2 separate regions of the Sus scrofa genome follow, and region 1 is linked to region 2. A link is a contact called in public HiChIP or PLAC-seq data. All regions are on one chromosome and are shown on one strand. The core of a region is the stretch at or near the end of the contact, and the rest is flanking DNA. Distances in the headings are between cores, read along the strand shown.

Region 1 (7,396 bases), core at 2,770-5,269, 630 kb before region 2:
AAGCAGGATGCCTTTGAAACCAATGCTCTGATGGGCCCCCAGGACGATGCCCACGCCGAGGTCGTGCATTCCGACAATCTCCACCAAGCGGGCGTACTGCCGGGGAGACAGGCAGCTGGGGCTCAAACTCGCTATGTGGGGCACTGCCCTTGGCAGGAGAGCAGGGGCAGCAGGACAGGGCCTGACCTGGACATCCCCACAAAGTGAGTGGACAGAGGAGGTGGGACCATGGCAGAGGACTGGCGGGGCTGCTCCAGGTTTTGATGGGAGGGAGGTTTCCTACCCTATGGTCGGGTGGTCCCCACCAGAGCTTCATGAGGGCCTGGGAACCTGGGTGAGGTCCCCGGCCTTCAGGGACCGCATGTAGCCGGATGTTAAGAGTCAACATTCCACAGGCCCCCAGGGGGCAAGAAAGGAGTGGACCAGAACACACTGGAGGTGACGGAAGGGGCGCCCTCACCTGAGTGTTGCAGAGGCCCACGCCACCCAGCTCACTGGGCACTTGCAGACCAAAGGCCCCCAGCTCCTTGAGGCCCTGCATAGTGGTCTCCTCCACTCGCTCCAGCATGTCATTCTTGGCAGGATCGTTCACCTCCTGGAGAAGACAGGGCCCTACGTCCAGGCTCGTCCAATCAGACTCCTTAACCTCCCTCCCACTCCATCAGGGACCAAGCCCTCTACTCCTCAGGCTGGCATCGCTCACCTCAAAGAAACGGGACACGGGCCCCACCAGCTCTTGGAGAACCTGTGTTTGGTCCTCGTTGAGCACTGCGGGGGATGAGGGTGTCAAGAGGGATGGACAGGTCAGACAAGGCCAGGCCAGGGCCCCCGCCCGGCTGCGACACCCAATTCCTTACCAGACGGATATGGAAACACCTGATCCGTGGTGAGCTGGCCTTTGAACATGCCCACAGCAAAGGATTTGGATTCCTATGCAAGAAGAAGGAGGTTTCACGAGGCGGCACGGGCTGGGTCTGCCTCCGCTTAACTCCTCCCAGGCTCGAGGCCACATACCGTCTGGATCCTTTTTTCTCTGGTCGAAGCCTCAGAGGAGAGGGCATCAGGCTTGGTCTTGGGATTCCGAAGCGCCAAAGAAAGCAAAGGGTTAGAGCTGGCTGTTAGGGGAGGGCGCAGCCTTTCCCCTAGTTTCCATCCTAGGGCACCTTGTCTGCCCTTTCCCCTACTTTCTGCGCCGGGGCAGCCAGTCGGCAGGTGACTGGGACCCAGAGGGAGACCCCTGTTGGCGGTCGGAGGTGGGAGCCAGCCGAGGCCAACTGCCGCTCTCACCGCCCCCATTCCCCCCGAAAGCTGCCGTCCCTTACCTGGGCGGCCCCATGGGCATAGGGACGCCAGGCAGGGCCGGGCCGGGGCTGCTCCGGGAGCGCAGAGAGTCTCGAGCTGTGGGAAGTAGGGGTTCAGGGCTGGCCCGGTCCCCGGGCCCGCTGCCCCTGTTCCTCCTGTCGTACACACACCTTACGCCCCCCAACCTCAGCAGCTGCCGCCCCACGTTCGGGGTCATCTTCGCCGCCTGCATTTCCGAACCCGCGACGGCCGCCGCTGCCCTGAGCGCTGTGACCTAGCGCTCCTGCCAGATCTGCCAAAGTCTGGGACCCGCGCCCTGACTCATCCTCCACAATGCACCGGGAGGCGGGGGGGCGGGGCTTCCGGGCGCCGAGGGCACGCTGGGAGCTGTAGTTCCGGGGCGCCACCCAGCACCTGCATGCTGGATGACCTAGGGTCATCCCCAGACGTCCCTTATCTACCCAGACTCCTTCATCTCGCCTGTCCGAACTAGAGTGTCGCCCTAAAAAGGGGTGATGCGATAGGCTGAGAGAGAAATTTAGGAGACTGCAGCCAGAGGGAGGGAGGGTAGAATGACGGGAGGACTTTCCAGGTGGAATTAGAAGGGAGAGGTGAGAAGAGAGAAGCCTAAGATAGAGGCCAGAGGCAGGGGCGTGGAAAGACGACTCTTTGCGGTGTCTCATCAAATTGGTCTCTACCGACACGGAAGGGAGTGAAATGGCGGGGCGGGTGACTCAAGGTGGATGTGGGGTGGGTGTCCCAGGAATGTTTTCCTGAAGCCTAGGAGTAGTCCCTAACTCCAGCAACACGTCAGCTTTTTCGTTTTGCTTTTTAGGGCCACAGGTGCGGCATATGGAGCTTCCCAGGCTAGGAATCAAATCGGAGCTATAGCTGCTGGCCTTCACCACAGGGCACAGCAGGATCCGAGCCGCATCTGTGACCTACACCACAGCTCATGGCAATGCCGGATCCTTACCCACTGAGCAAGGCCAGGGATTGAACCTGACCCTCAGGGATACTAGTCAGGTTCATTACCGCTGAGCCACAAGGGGAGCTCCTGAAACACCTAAATTTTGACAATAGGAAGGAAGCCAGGTGGGTCCGCTGAGACCTTGAACATCTTTGTCTCCGCCCTCTGCTCTCTGCTGAGACCATGTGCTCAGGCCAGGCCTCTGGGCAGATGGGTTCTTCCCAGGCCCCAGAGGAACCGTAGGAATTCTCATGTCCCTGTCGGGTCTGGTTCTCTTTCTCTCTCTCACACAAACATGTTTAACCCTGGGTCCAGAAGTCCCAGATAATTTATGCCCCTTTGCCATTCTCACGGGGGCCAGGCCCAGAAGAGAGTGACAGTTTCCTTTCCTTTTGAGCTGTGGGAGCAGCTGACCCCCTTGCCCAGTCTTCAGGAAAGTGGAGGGGTCACACCTGGCTTTGGGGAGGGGCCAGGGTGTGAGGAGGAAGATGGTGATGGTGGTGGCACAGCGGGCGGGTCGGAGGCTGCCTGCTTTGCCTGGCAGGTCCAGCTGGGTCGGGAGGAGGCAGCTCAGCTCCTCTGACCCTGGGGGGATTAGAGAGATTAAAGTGAGAGAAGAGAGAGATGTCCGAGGGACCCAGAGGTGAAAAACAGGAGTCCTTGTGAAGGAGAGGCCTGGGGGGAGAGGGTGGGCCTGGGGGTCCTTGTCCTGGACCTCTCCAGAGAGTCTGGGGTGAGAGAGCAGAGATAAGAGGCGGAGGTGAATGTGTTGGCGCCTCGTGGCTGGCTCCCTTGTCCCAATCCTCCCTCATTTGCATTTCACCAGCTCCCAGGTCAGCCCTCTGGCTCCTGGCCCCCCCACTATTGCGATGGGCACCCCCTCTCCTCACGGTGCTGCACAGTGACCTCTTCCAGGCCTTGCTGGGTGAGTAGCCCCGATTTTCCGAGGGGCAGCCGTGGAAAGGGCTGGCCTGGGGGCTGCTTGGGAGTCTGGAGATCTTTTGGTAGCTGCAGGAGCCCCAGGCAGGGGTCCTCCATCAGCGTCCACCAGCCCGGGCTGGAGGGGTTCCTCCCTTAGCGGGCAGACGGAGGTGAGGTGATGGCAGGGGCGGCCAGAGAGGCAGGGGGTGGGCGAGGTAACTCGGTGGTTCTGTTCCTGTGACAGACATCCTGGACTATTATGAGGCTTCCATCTCAGAGAGCCAGGTAAGGGGGTGAGGGTGGGGGCCCGACTTCCCGAGGGAGCAGGCAGGGCTGGAGGGGTGCGCAAAGCACTGCTACTATTACCCTGAGACTTGGGGGCCCTGGGACCACGGCCGGAGTCAGGCGCCCCTGCAGCCCCCTCTTCACCTGCCCCAGCTGCAGGCCCCAAAGGGTCCAGGACTCAGTCACTCTTGAGGCTTCCTCCTGTGCGTCTGAGGGAGCTGAGGCCCCCAGGGACTCCCTCGTGCCTGGCCCTCCCTCCCTGCCTGCCCCGAGCACAGCCTCTCTCCAGCGGCCCCGCCACCCTGGCGGCTCCCAGCCCATCTCGGGCTGCTTCCTCCTCCCTGGCTCTGCTGTCAGCGCTGGTGGCTCTGGCCAGGCCTCCATGTTGGCCTCAGGGCCTCTCCGCTCCTGCCTCCATCTCCTTTCCCATTATCCGGGTTCCTGCCAGCGCGGAAGGAGTTAAGCCTGCCAAGGCACCCCCCATTCTGCTCCTCGATCGCTCCCTCCCTCCCCCTGCTTCCTCTCTCCTCCTCTCTCCCCTTCCCTCCTCGGCTCCACGGCTCCCTCGGCCGCTGCCGCCTCCGACCCCCCCACCCCACTCCCCCGCCACGGCCCCGAGCCCCTGGCCGTTAGGCAAGACCCCCCCTTACCCCGGGGCTCCCCGAAATCCAGCTCCCCTCCCCCACCTCAGCTCATGCCCCAGCCCCCGAACTCCGGGGCTGCCAGCCCCCGGTGCCCCCGCCCCTCCTGAGAATCGGGGTGTGCTCCCCAAGCCCCCTCCCCTCCACTGGGGACCCCCTTTTAGGGCCCCCTTCCCCTCCCTCCCACGCTCCCCTCCCCTCCCCTTCTCCAACCCCCTCTTTCCCCTCTCACCCCTCCCCCCATCCTGGCCCCCCCTGCAAAAGTGGGGTGCGGAGGGGGGAGGGGTGAGAACCCAGGGAGGGGAGGAACGAAACTCCGATGAAGTCAGAGCCCCTTACCCGCCGCCGCGGCCAGGCCCCCCAACATGGACTGTCTCTGTATAGTGACAACCAAGGTAAGCCGTGATGGGGGGGCCAGTCACCTGGGGGGAGGGTGAGAGTTTGTGGGGAGGGGTTTGTCAGGCCTAATCTGCCGCCCGGGGGCCCTGGCGTGAGAGCATCCGAAGATGGATTTGGGGGTCATAATTTAGTTTGGGGGTTCACGGCTGAGAAAATGCTGGGTTTGGCCACAGGTGCCCCCTGGAGTGATCCCTTTGTACCTGGGGAGAAATGGAAAATAGGGGGTATTCTGTGACTTGGGGGCTGGTGGATTCTGAGCTTCACCAGTGATGTTTGAGGGAGACTTATTTAAGGAGAAGCCTGGCTCACATGGGAGTCCTGCCCGGTGTGTGTTAGAAGAGGGGCTCTGCGTGGGGGGTCCCCTTCTCCCCTGGGAGACAAACTGGTCTGCAGGTGTCTTGTCCAATTTCAGGGGGGCTCCTGGCTTGGGGGTAGGAGGTTACTGGTTGTGAGGGCCTGACTGGTCTGGGGGTGTCAGCTGGCACGGAAGGGGAAGGCCTTCAGGTTATAGAAGAAGCGTCTCGTGGTAGATACATTTGGGGGTGCTCTCATTTTGGGGGAGCAGTTAATTTAGGGTTCCAGCTTACGGAATGGGGATAGTTGGGAGTTGTCAGCGAGCTAGGGCCTGACATAGGATCACCTGAGGGAAGGGACCAGGTGAGGTTAGGATTGGGGGTGCTCCCTTGGGTGGTGGAAGGTTGCAGCAGCTGAGGCTGGCAGCTCCTGAGGAGGAGGAGGAGGAGAGGTTTGGGGAGAGAGGGGATTTGAGGAGGGGGACCAGGTGCATGGTGCAGAATTTGGGGGTGGCCCAGGCAGATGCCCATCACCCCCATCTCCTCCCACACAATATCTACCCCTGGTTGAGAAAGAGGGAGAAGAGCAGGTGGAGGGGATGTTCCTGTTACCCCTGACCCTTGGGATAAAGGTGGGGGAGGACACCTGGATTTAAGGTTACTGGGGTGAGAAGGAGTCAGAGGAGGGCCGGGCTGGCAGCCGGGAAGATCCGTACAAGGCTATCCCTGTGGTTGGAGTGCCAGAGATCCTGGCTGGCAGAGCTAGCAAGCTCCTGGTGGGATGCAGAATACCCTGGTCTTGGCTCTAGGACTCTGGGACTGGGAGGCTGGATGCCTGGTGTGTGGAGGGAGGCTTGGGCGGGTGGCAGGCAGCTGGGGGTTGGGGGGTGGGACAGGAAGTGGGGGCCGGGGAGGCGGGGTCTGGGTGAGTCACAGGCTGGGGAGGGGGTTATATTTAGTGGGAACTGCAGATTCTCAGGGGAGGGAGCTGAGGACACACATGTTCCCTGCCACAAACTCACACATGTGTGTACACATGCGTCTATACATGCCTCGCTCATGTGTGAGCTTGGACAGAGGCGACTGGGAGCGGAGGACCTTTAGGTCCCAGCCCCGACCCCCTCTCCAGAGCTACTTGCTTATCCCCTGTTCTGCGGGCTTTGGGCTTTCTCCCATGCTGCTGCTTCCTCTCATCCCCTGTAGTTTCCGTGGATTTTTGTGCCTCAGTTTCTCTGGGCTGCTCTCCTTTAATGTCTGTCTGATCCTCAGTTTCCCCGGTGGTCTCCTGCCCGTAGCCTGCCCCTTAGCCTTAGGCTCCCTGGCTCTAGTCCCTTATGTGCAGGTGTATACGGAAAGCCAGTTGGAATGTGTGGGCTCTGCTTCCAACACGTGAACACACATATGCCAGCGAGGGTGAGGGGCTTGCCTGCACTGGCAGCTATTCTGGGACGGGGGGTGGGGGGGTTATTCGTCTTCCTTCAAGAACCCTGCTTCTTCGATGGAGCCCAGGGTTGAGCATTCCCGAAGGAAGGAGTCTTACGCAGAGAGGATCATGCATTTTGGGGCTTTTACAGAGGCGTGGAGACCCAGGCTTGCCACATTCCTTGGCCGCAAAACTTGTCTGTCTCGGGATGGCGGGGACTTCAAGTCCCACAAGGCCTTGAGGCACAAGTTCCCTCAGTGTTAGAGGGTTGCTGCCCGTGGGGCTGTTGGGACTTGTGGTTCATCTCTATTCAGGGCAGCGCAGGGTTAGCCTAGGAGGAGCCAGCAGGGGGCACATGGCACTTGTCCGTCCCCCCCCAAATGCTGGGTGGGGTAGAGGGTGCTCATGCTTTGCGGTCGTTGAGCTTCCCAGCTCCATCTGAGTCCTCCATCTTTCACTGCCTATATTTAGACTCCTGCCGCAGTAATTTAAGGAACATTTATTGATTGCTTACTCTGTGCCGGACCCTATGCATTGTGCTCGCTCTGCCTCTACAGCTATCACTTAGTCTTACTCCGTGCCTATCTCTCTGCCGGTGTCTCTCTGTCTCTGAACATCTCTCTCTCCCACTCCGCCCCCGTCCCTCCCTCTTCTCCCCGCGCTGCTGCCGCCGTTGCCATGGTAACCGGCGACGACTGAAGTTGCGTGGCGGGCCTGAGGGCCGGGCGAGGGTGGCGGAGGGCGGAGCAGAACAAGTGGGGGAGGGGGGAAAAGTGGGGAAAGACCGGGGGCATTTGGCCAGAGTCCCGGAGGCGAAGCGGTTAAACCCTCCGGGTGGTCCTTATTGGGCAAGCTAAGACGCCGGGGGCGGGGCAGTGTGGCCAATGGCCTCATTCATTGGCCGACTGGGGCGGGGCGGAGGGACAGTGTGGGCGAGGCCGGGGGAGCGAATGGGCGGGAAGTGGACGGAGGCGTGGTCTCCTAGAGGCAGGTGGGCGGGGTCTGGCGTACTCCATCCAGGGAGGCGGGCAATTACCCTCGAAAAGGGGCGGGGCCTTGGGGCTGGGTAACCGGCCCGAAATGAGGGCGGGGTTGCCCCGGTAGGGGCGTGGCGTGGTCCCATGTGCCGAAAGGAGACGGGGTTTGAGGGGCTTGTTGTCTA
Region 2 (7,187 bases), core at 4,637-7,136:
TGGGGTGGAATAAATCAGCTCTGACTTTGCTTTCCAGGATTGAGGAGGCTCTTGGGGACAAGGCTGTCTTCGCTGGACGCAAGTTCCGTAACCCAAAGGCCAAGTGAGAAGGTGGAAGCCCCTGGAGCCCGCAGGGCAGATCTGGGCCTTCAAGCCCTTCCCCCGAAATAAACACTGGTGCCAACCAAGGCAGTGGCCTGCTCATTTGTGGGAGGGAGGAGATGCTGGTCCCCGGGCCGGATGAGCCAGGAGGTGGAGAGGGAGGGGCAAGAGGGGAGAACGGATGCGTAACCTGCTGGGACAAGGAGGAAGGGAGGGACCAGCTGGAGTGGAAGCCAGGCTAGATCCAGAACCACACAGCTCACATTTTGGAAGGAGGCTGTCGTATGCGAAATGAAGCTGAAGGGGAACTGACAGACACAGAAGAGGCCCCAGGAGAAGGGGAGCAGGGTGGGGGCCCAAGGTCTTACATCATCTGAGGGGGAAGCTGGATCAGCTCCGCTGCTGAGCTGAAGTACGTGGTCTGCAGAGGGCACTGTGGTGTGGAAGTCTGAGCGCTCGTCCTCACAGAGTTGAAGTGCTTGGTGAGGATGAGAGTGACAGGCAGAGCAGCTACTATTTCCACGGTGCTCCGAGGATGTGGAACTGGTCTAAATATCTGACATATACTAACCTGTGCAATCTTTCTACCAGTCCTATCAGAGAGTTACCATTAGTATCCCCATTTTATGGGTAAGGAAACTGAGGCCCAAGGTAATAGTAAATGGCAGAGCCAGGCCATTTGGCTGTAGTGGCTGTGCTCTTAAAATACTACCCCTTGGGAGTTCCCTTCGTGGCTCAGCGGTTAACAAACCCAGCTAGGATCCATGAGGATGTGGGCTCAATCCCTGGCCTCGCTCAGTGGGTTAAGGATCTGATGCTGCCATGAGCTGTGGCGTAGGTCGCAGACACGGCTTGGATCCTGTGTTGCTGTGGCTGTGGTGTAGGCTGGCAGCTGCAGCTCCAATTCGACCTCTAGCCTGGGAACTTCCATATGCTGTGGATGTGGCCCTAAAGAGCAAAAAATAAAATACTATCCCTTATCAGTCTCTACAAAAGTGCCAATATTTGGCCACCTTTGGCTCACAAAAATAATTTTATACTATTCAACCTGTAATTGTTTCTCTTCCTCTCCAGGACCCATGTTTCCCTGTCCAAACAAACTAAGCCACTGGGTCAAACAGTGTTTATTGAATGTAAAGTAACCCCAGCCCCATGGGGAAGAAAATTCCAAGGAGAATGGAGAATAATACAGATTAAATACCCACCTGTGCATTCACACTCTTTTACACACACACACACACACACACACACACACACACACACACACACACACACACAACCTCCAACAGTAACAAATCAAACACCTGCTTCTCCCAGCCTGAGTGACAGCTGTCAGGAGGTGGGGCTCCAGGATGGGTTCTAATAGCAGCAGCCTCTTCCCTCCCTGCCCCTGCCCTGCCCCAGGGAGCTGGGGTGCCTAGGAGGTAGGTGGCAACTCTTCCCCGCTCTGCCGCAGACGCTTCTTGGCCCGGATCTCATTCATGGCCTCTTCAATGGAGCGTGTATCCCTCTTGTTGGCCACAGGCACTGGGGGCAGAGGGGAGGGTGGGAGGGCCTAGGAGCTCTGCACCTCCACCTCCCTTGCCCTACCCCATCCCGTGCTCCTCTCCCCTGCCTGCTCCACCGCCCCCTGCCCACCGCCAAGCCCCCACTGGGGCCTCACCACAGCCATAGGTCTTGTTGGCCTGCAGCATGTGGGCCGCATCCTTGGCTGCCCCCTTGCCAATGAGGTGGCTGTACTTGTCCTTATAATCACTGGCGGGGCTCACTACCACAGGTCCCTGCTGTGCTGCCTCCTCCTCCTGCCGCTGGGCCAGCTCCTAGGGGTGCAGAGGTGGGGCTCTGGAGCTTCCAGGTGGAGGGCTGCAGGGCCCCAGGCACTGCCAGGTATGACTCACCTTCAGCCTCCGTTTCTCCTCGGCCTTCTGGGGGTCCCACTCCTCACCACGACGGTAGGAATCCAGCTCTTCATCTGAGGGTGCAAACTCCTAGGAGAGAAGGGGATGAGGAGGTCAAGTTTCCACATACCCATTTTTTTTGTTTTTTTGTTTTTGTCTTTTTGCCTTTTCTAGGGCCACACCCACACACGGAGGTTCCCAGGCTAGGGGTCAAATTGGAGCTGTAGCCGCTGACCTACGCCACAGTCACAGCAACATGGGACGCGAGCTGCGTCTGCGACCTACACCACAGCTCATGGCAACGCCAGATCCTTAACCCACTGAGCAAGGCCAAGGATTGAACCCACAACCTCATGGTTCCTAGTTGGATTCGTTACCCACTGAACCACGACAGGAACTCCCCACATACACGTTTTATCTCTTTCCTCTTTCCCAGGGAGCATACAGGCTGGAAAGGAGACAGGAGAGAGAGGGGAACTCAGGTGTTTCACCTTTTTGAAGATCATGACATAGCGACACTCATCGTCTTCCCCGAAGGAGAAGGAGGTCAGACCAGCCACTTCTACTACATCGTGTCTGGGAAGGGAAGGCAGAGGGGAAAGAGTGGGTAGAGCTGCCGGCCCTTTCGTACCACCCTGGCCACCCGCTTCCTGCCTCCCAAGCCCAGAGACACTCACAGTATGCTCCTCTCTATCTTGTTCATCGGCTGAAACTTTTTCTTGATCTGCCCACTGTCTTGGATGAAATCTGACACCTCTTTCTCCATCTTGGTACAGGGAAAAGGGAAGAAGACACAAGACGATGGCTCCACCCCAATCCCCCTCTCCCCGCCTCTGCCTCCCACCCCTTTCCCAGCCCTCCGTGCCCCTGGCTTCCAGGCTTCACCTCTCTCAAGACATTTTCCAAAAAAACTAAGTCCTGGAGTTCCTGCTGAGGCGCAATGGGATCGGCAGCATCTCTGTAGCACCAGGACGCAGGTTTGATCCCTGGCCAGGCACAGTGGGTTAAAGGATCCAGCGTTGCCACAGATGTGGCTCAGATCTGATCCCTCACCCAGGAACTCCATATGCCACTGGGCAGCCAAAAAGGAAAACAACAAACAAACAAACAAAAGCTAAGTCCTCAGCCTTCCAATTCTAACTTTTTGGAAGTCCTTCCTGAAGCCTGCCTTTCATCTCTCCGGTTGTTCTCACCCTTTTACGAAACTCCACTTTCTGCTGTTTCTCTTGCTCCTGCAGTTTCTTCAGGCGGGCTGCCTGCTCTGGGGGTGAGAAAGGGCAGCATGAGGCCAGGGGTGGAAGTATGAGTGGGGAGAGTTTTTAAGGCTTCAAAAGGGAGCGCAGGCGTGTCCACTGGGAGGTGTCAAGGCTGGAAAAATAGGACTACTGTTTATTTGCCAAGCATTTATTGATGTTTACCTTATACCTGGCCCTGTACTAGGCCCTGGAGTACAAAGAGGACTAAGACATAAATTTTCCCTTTAGGAGCTCACAGTTTAGTGGGAGTAACAAATAGAATGATGCTCAATTCCATTTCCCAAACCCAGCGGGGAAACCAACTAGCAAACATTTATTTGATGCCTACGACATAAAAAGAACTCTAAGGCATCTGAGGAGGTAATGAGAACAGACCAAGCCCTGGCCTCAAAGAGTTTATCATCTCATTGTCTACACAGGAAAGGGGAAATTATTTAACTTCCTATATTTTGTAACACCCCCTCTTCTTACTTCCCCAGCGAGATGTAGCTGAAATGGCCAGTCTGACACTCTTCTCCTTTGGGAGTGTCCTTGGGTGAGGTGAGCTGTAAGAGGAACTTCCTACCCTTGGGTCTCACTGTCCCCTCTCCTCTCTTCTGCCATTTCAAGTTCTTTATATCCTTAAGGGCCACTTCTTCCACGGGACTGGAATCCCTTCAGCTGCACTGAACCTCTTCCCATTTTCCTAATCACGCCATGCTTTTGCATATGTGGTCCCCACTGCTTGACATGCTCTTCTTCCTCCTACAAACTTTGAGATCCACCATGAGTCAGAGTTACTCACTTCTTCCTTTTGGGGCCCAACCACAGTTGGTTCAAACACCCACTACACATGTGCAGAAAACGAACGGAGTGTAACTTCTGCCTCCCCTACCCCACTATGAGCTCCTTGAAGCCCAGGATCCTGTTCACCTCCTATCCAGTTCCTCTCTGTGGCCCCGGGGCCTGGCAGCTCAGAAGCTCTCTTCCCTTGAAGCTCAAGGCTCTGCCCATCGGTGCACCCCATCTTGGCCACTGACTGTTCTCTGACTGCTCTGTGAGTCTCCTCTCTGCATGTGAGGAGGTGGCATAAGATCATGGTTAAGAACATAGGCTTCAAAGTCACACCTGGGCTTGAAACCCGCCACTTAGTAACCATATAACCACAGGCAAGTGACTAAACTCTGAACTCCCTAGTCTGTTAGGCTTCCTAGTCTGCTAACGGCCGCTGGTGAACCCATCTAGACAGTCATGGTGAGCATTAAAAAATTCCACTTCCTATGTCCCAGGGCTCCCTTCTTCCTCAGAGCTTTCAAATCTCTGCCTTGAGCACTGTGCTCCCCTCTCACTTACCGAATTACCCATTCTTCATCATCTCAGCTCACTGCAGACTAGGTTAGGACCCTACTTGTAGCCCCTCTCATAACAATTATTTTTCCTTCAGGACATTGATAAAGCTGGTTTTTAAACTCCCGTGTGAGCATTTCATGTGGGCTCCTGGAGGGTACCCCTGGGCCCGAGTAACCACTCAGGACAGCAACTATGGATGATATAGTTCGATATTAGGCAGCACTTGAGACTTCGAAGGCAACCTAGCCTGCCCTGGCCCCACCTCGGACGGGTGGAGAGCCGGTGCCCGGGACATGGTCAAGGCTGGTGTCCTCCCCAAGGCAGTCATTCTGCCAGATTCATTCACACGTCTCAGAGCAGCAACCCAAAGAGAGGGCAGCCCCTCCCCGCGGGCCGCGCCCTGCGCTGGGAGCCCAAGTTGACAGGCCAGCAGGGAAGTTACTCGGAGAACACAGGCGGGGAGACTACCGCCAATCGGACCGGGCAGGGGCATTCTCATCCCTCCAATCAACATTCACTCCCCCCCCCGGGGGGGGGGTTCTGGCATTTAAGGGTGTAGATGAAGAAGGTTGGTTGGAGGAGCGGCAGAAGGGAGCGGGTTAAATCAAGAAGGCGGGGCAGAAAGGCGCCAAAAGGACTCAGCAACCAATTAGAGGTGCTGAGGGTGGGGTGGACTAGAGGAAGGTCGAACGAAACGTGATAGGTAGACGTTTAAGTTGAGGTGACCAATAAGGGTGAAAGGCTTGCGGATGGACGTGTCCGGGGCCCAATCGGAATAGGGACAGGGGTTGCCGGGACTCGAGCACCGAGAGGCGGGAAAGGCAGAGCGGTGGAACACGCCCCCCGCTCCGGTCCGAAGGCGGGAAGAGGAGCCGCCGCAGAACACCAAGGGGTTGGGTGGGGTTGGAGGCAGCCTACCAATCACAGCACGCCACCCGCGGACAGGCGGGCTCGTCGACGAATTAAAAAGAAGGACTGCGGAAGGCCAGGGTAGGGAGAGGAGAGAGGGCTGGCGCTGGGCTTCAGGTAGCCAATCAAGGTCCGCTAAGAACAGCGGGCGGGCCGGTAGCCCTTTTAGGGACTCCGGGGGTCTCTGAAGGGGACCGTGAGAGGTCTTTCAAGGTTGAGGAGGCGGGGTCGTCAAAGTGGAAGGAGTGAGGTCCTGTGAACCGGGCGAAAAAAGGCGGTTGTGAATTTGGGATCCTCACCTCGGGCCTTGCGCCGAGTCTCCTGGTCACCGAGGCTTGGTGGCTTCTCCATGGAGCTCAGGATGGAGCCCAGTAGGTCCGCCATCTTGGGAGTGACTGAGAGGGGGCGGTGCGTCTTAAAGGGAAGGGCAAAATGCCTTTAAGGCCGGAAACACGTCGGAGGCGGAAAACCACGCGCCCGCCCCGCCCAGCTCCCGTGCGGCGCTGACGCCAGCTGGGGCGCCCGGCGCAGCCTCCCAAGGGCGGAGGCCCCGCCCCGCCCCCCCCGCCCCCCACTCCCCGGTCAGACAGAGGCCGGAGGCTGGCTGGTGCAGCGATGTTTAATGGCAATTCGTAGAAACCAAGCCCATGCACAAGTAGAAAGTGCTCTCGTAGAGCCGGCTGAAGGCCCCCGCCGCGCCAGGAACCACAAGTCCGGCTGTGCAGCCCTCCCCGCGGCGCCTTAAATAGATTCTTCACTATACTCTGTATGTTACATTATGTACAAGCCCCCTCCCCTCGGGGACGGGGCAGGACTCCGCAACGCGTTCTTATATACACCCCTCCTTTGGCCCCGAGATCGGTGGCCGGAGTCGGTCGGGGTGACGGGGAAACACAGGGTCAGAAAAGGAGGGAACAGACGCAAACATGCGGAGTCGGGGTGGGGGCACAGTCAGCCCTGAAACACGAGGGGCGCGCGCGCAGTGAAGGCAGAGGTGGGACCGAGGCGGATACATTCAGAGACTCGTTGAACAAATAAATAAGGCAAGTCAGGAAGGGGCTGAGGTGGGTACAGGCGGGTTCGGAGATGTGGAGAAGGGGCAGGCAGGGCTCCGGAGGTCACAGCTGAAGATGCAGGTATGTGGGGCGTGGGTCTTCTGGAGCCGGGGACTCAAAGAGGGGGGCACGACCCGGAGGGAAGAGGAGAAGGAGCCGGGGGTGGGAGAGGGAGTTCAGCACTTCGGAGGGGGCGGGAGCGGAGACCGAGGATGGGCTCCTACAGAAGTGACGGGAAAGCTGCCAACGGGGGGTGGGGTGGGGGGGCTCCCCCTCCCCCAGAGAGCCCTCTCCCTGTTAAGACTGCAAGAAGCGGCCCCGGCTGATGAGAAAGGCGATGGAGAAGTCAGGTGGCCAGGCCGGGCTGGGGAAGCCCTTCCAGCTCCTGGTTCTGCTTCAATTCCCTCATCCTGCCGAGAGACAAGGAAGGAGTCAGGGGACACCGGCCGATCGGGAGGTGGGATGGGGGAGGCGGCAGGGCCAAATCGCAGCACCTGTGTCGGCAGCGCCGCAGGAATCTCATGATCTTCCGGGCTGCCTGGTCCTGCTTCTTGGTGAGAAAAGAGCCTCTGGTGGAAGAAAGAAGAGATGAAACCTCACACAACACGCGGGCATCCCCTGCCCTCTGCCCCTTAGGG

Evidence for each region. HiChIP or PLAC-seq counts read pairs in DNA pulled down with a chosen protein or histone mark.
Region 1: a contact with region 2 is called in an H3K27ac HiChIP or PLAC-seq map of skeletal muscle, with 3 times the contacts expected there. The contact joins the promoter of DLG4 here to the promoter of SPAG7 in region 2. A contact is called at or near these places in 2 of 2 datasets of contacts at active chromatin or transcription factors (alveolar macrophages and skeletal muscle).

Annotation. Positions count from the first base shown.
Region 1 is chr12:52,570,644-52,578,039 of Sscrofa11.1, reverse strand. DLG4 (disks large homolog 4) reads left to right here and starts at 4,019. Exons shown (of 20, transcript XM_003481294.4): 1 at 4,019-4,514. The coding sequence starts at 4,485. ACADVL (very long-chain specific acyl-CoA dehydrogenase, mitochondrial) reads right to left here and starts at 4,519. Exons shown (of 20, transcript XM_021067809.1): 1 at 4,459-4,519; 2 at 1,323-1,398; 3 at 1,015-1,071; 4 at 858-930; 5 at 704-768; 6 at 461-595; 7 at 1-96. The coding sequence starts at 906.
Region 2 is chr12:51,947,612-51,954,798 of Sscrofa11.1, reverse strand. SPAG7 (sperm associated antigen 7) reads right to left here and starts at 5,886. Exons shown (of 7, transcript NM_001243921.1): 1 at 5,794-5,886; 2 at 3,194-3,261; 3 at 2,678-2,766; 4 at 2,492-2,576; 5 at 2,001-2,090; 6 at 1,766-1,922; 7 at 1,212-1,629. The coding sequence starts at 5,878. The coding sequence ends at 1,520. It overlaps CAMTA2 (calmodulin-binding transcription activator 2), which reads right to left. Exons shown (of 23, transcript XM_021067750.1): 22 at 7,044-7,118; 23 at 6,096-6,959. The coding sequence ends at 6,896. ENO3 (enolase 3) reads left to right here. Exons shown (of 13, transcript NM_001044527.1): 13 at 38-185. The coding sequence ends at 107.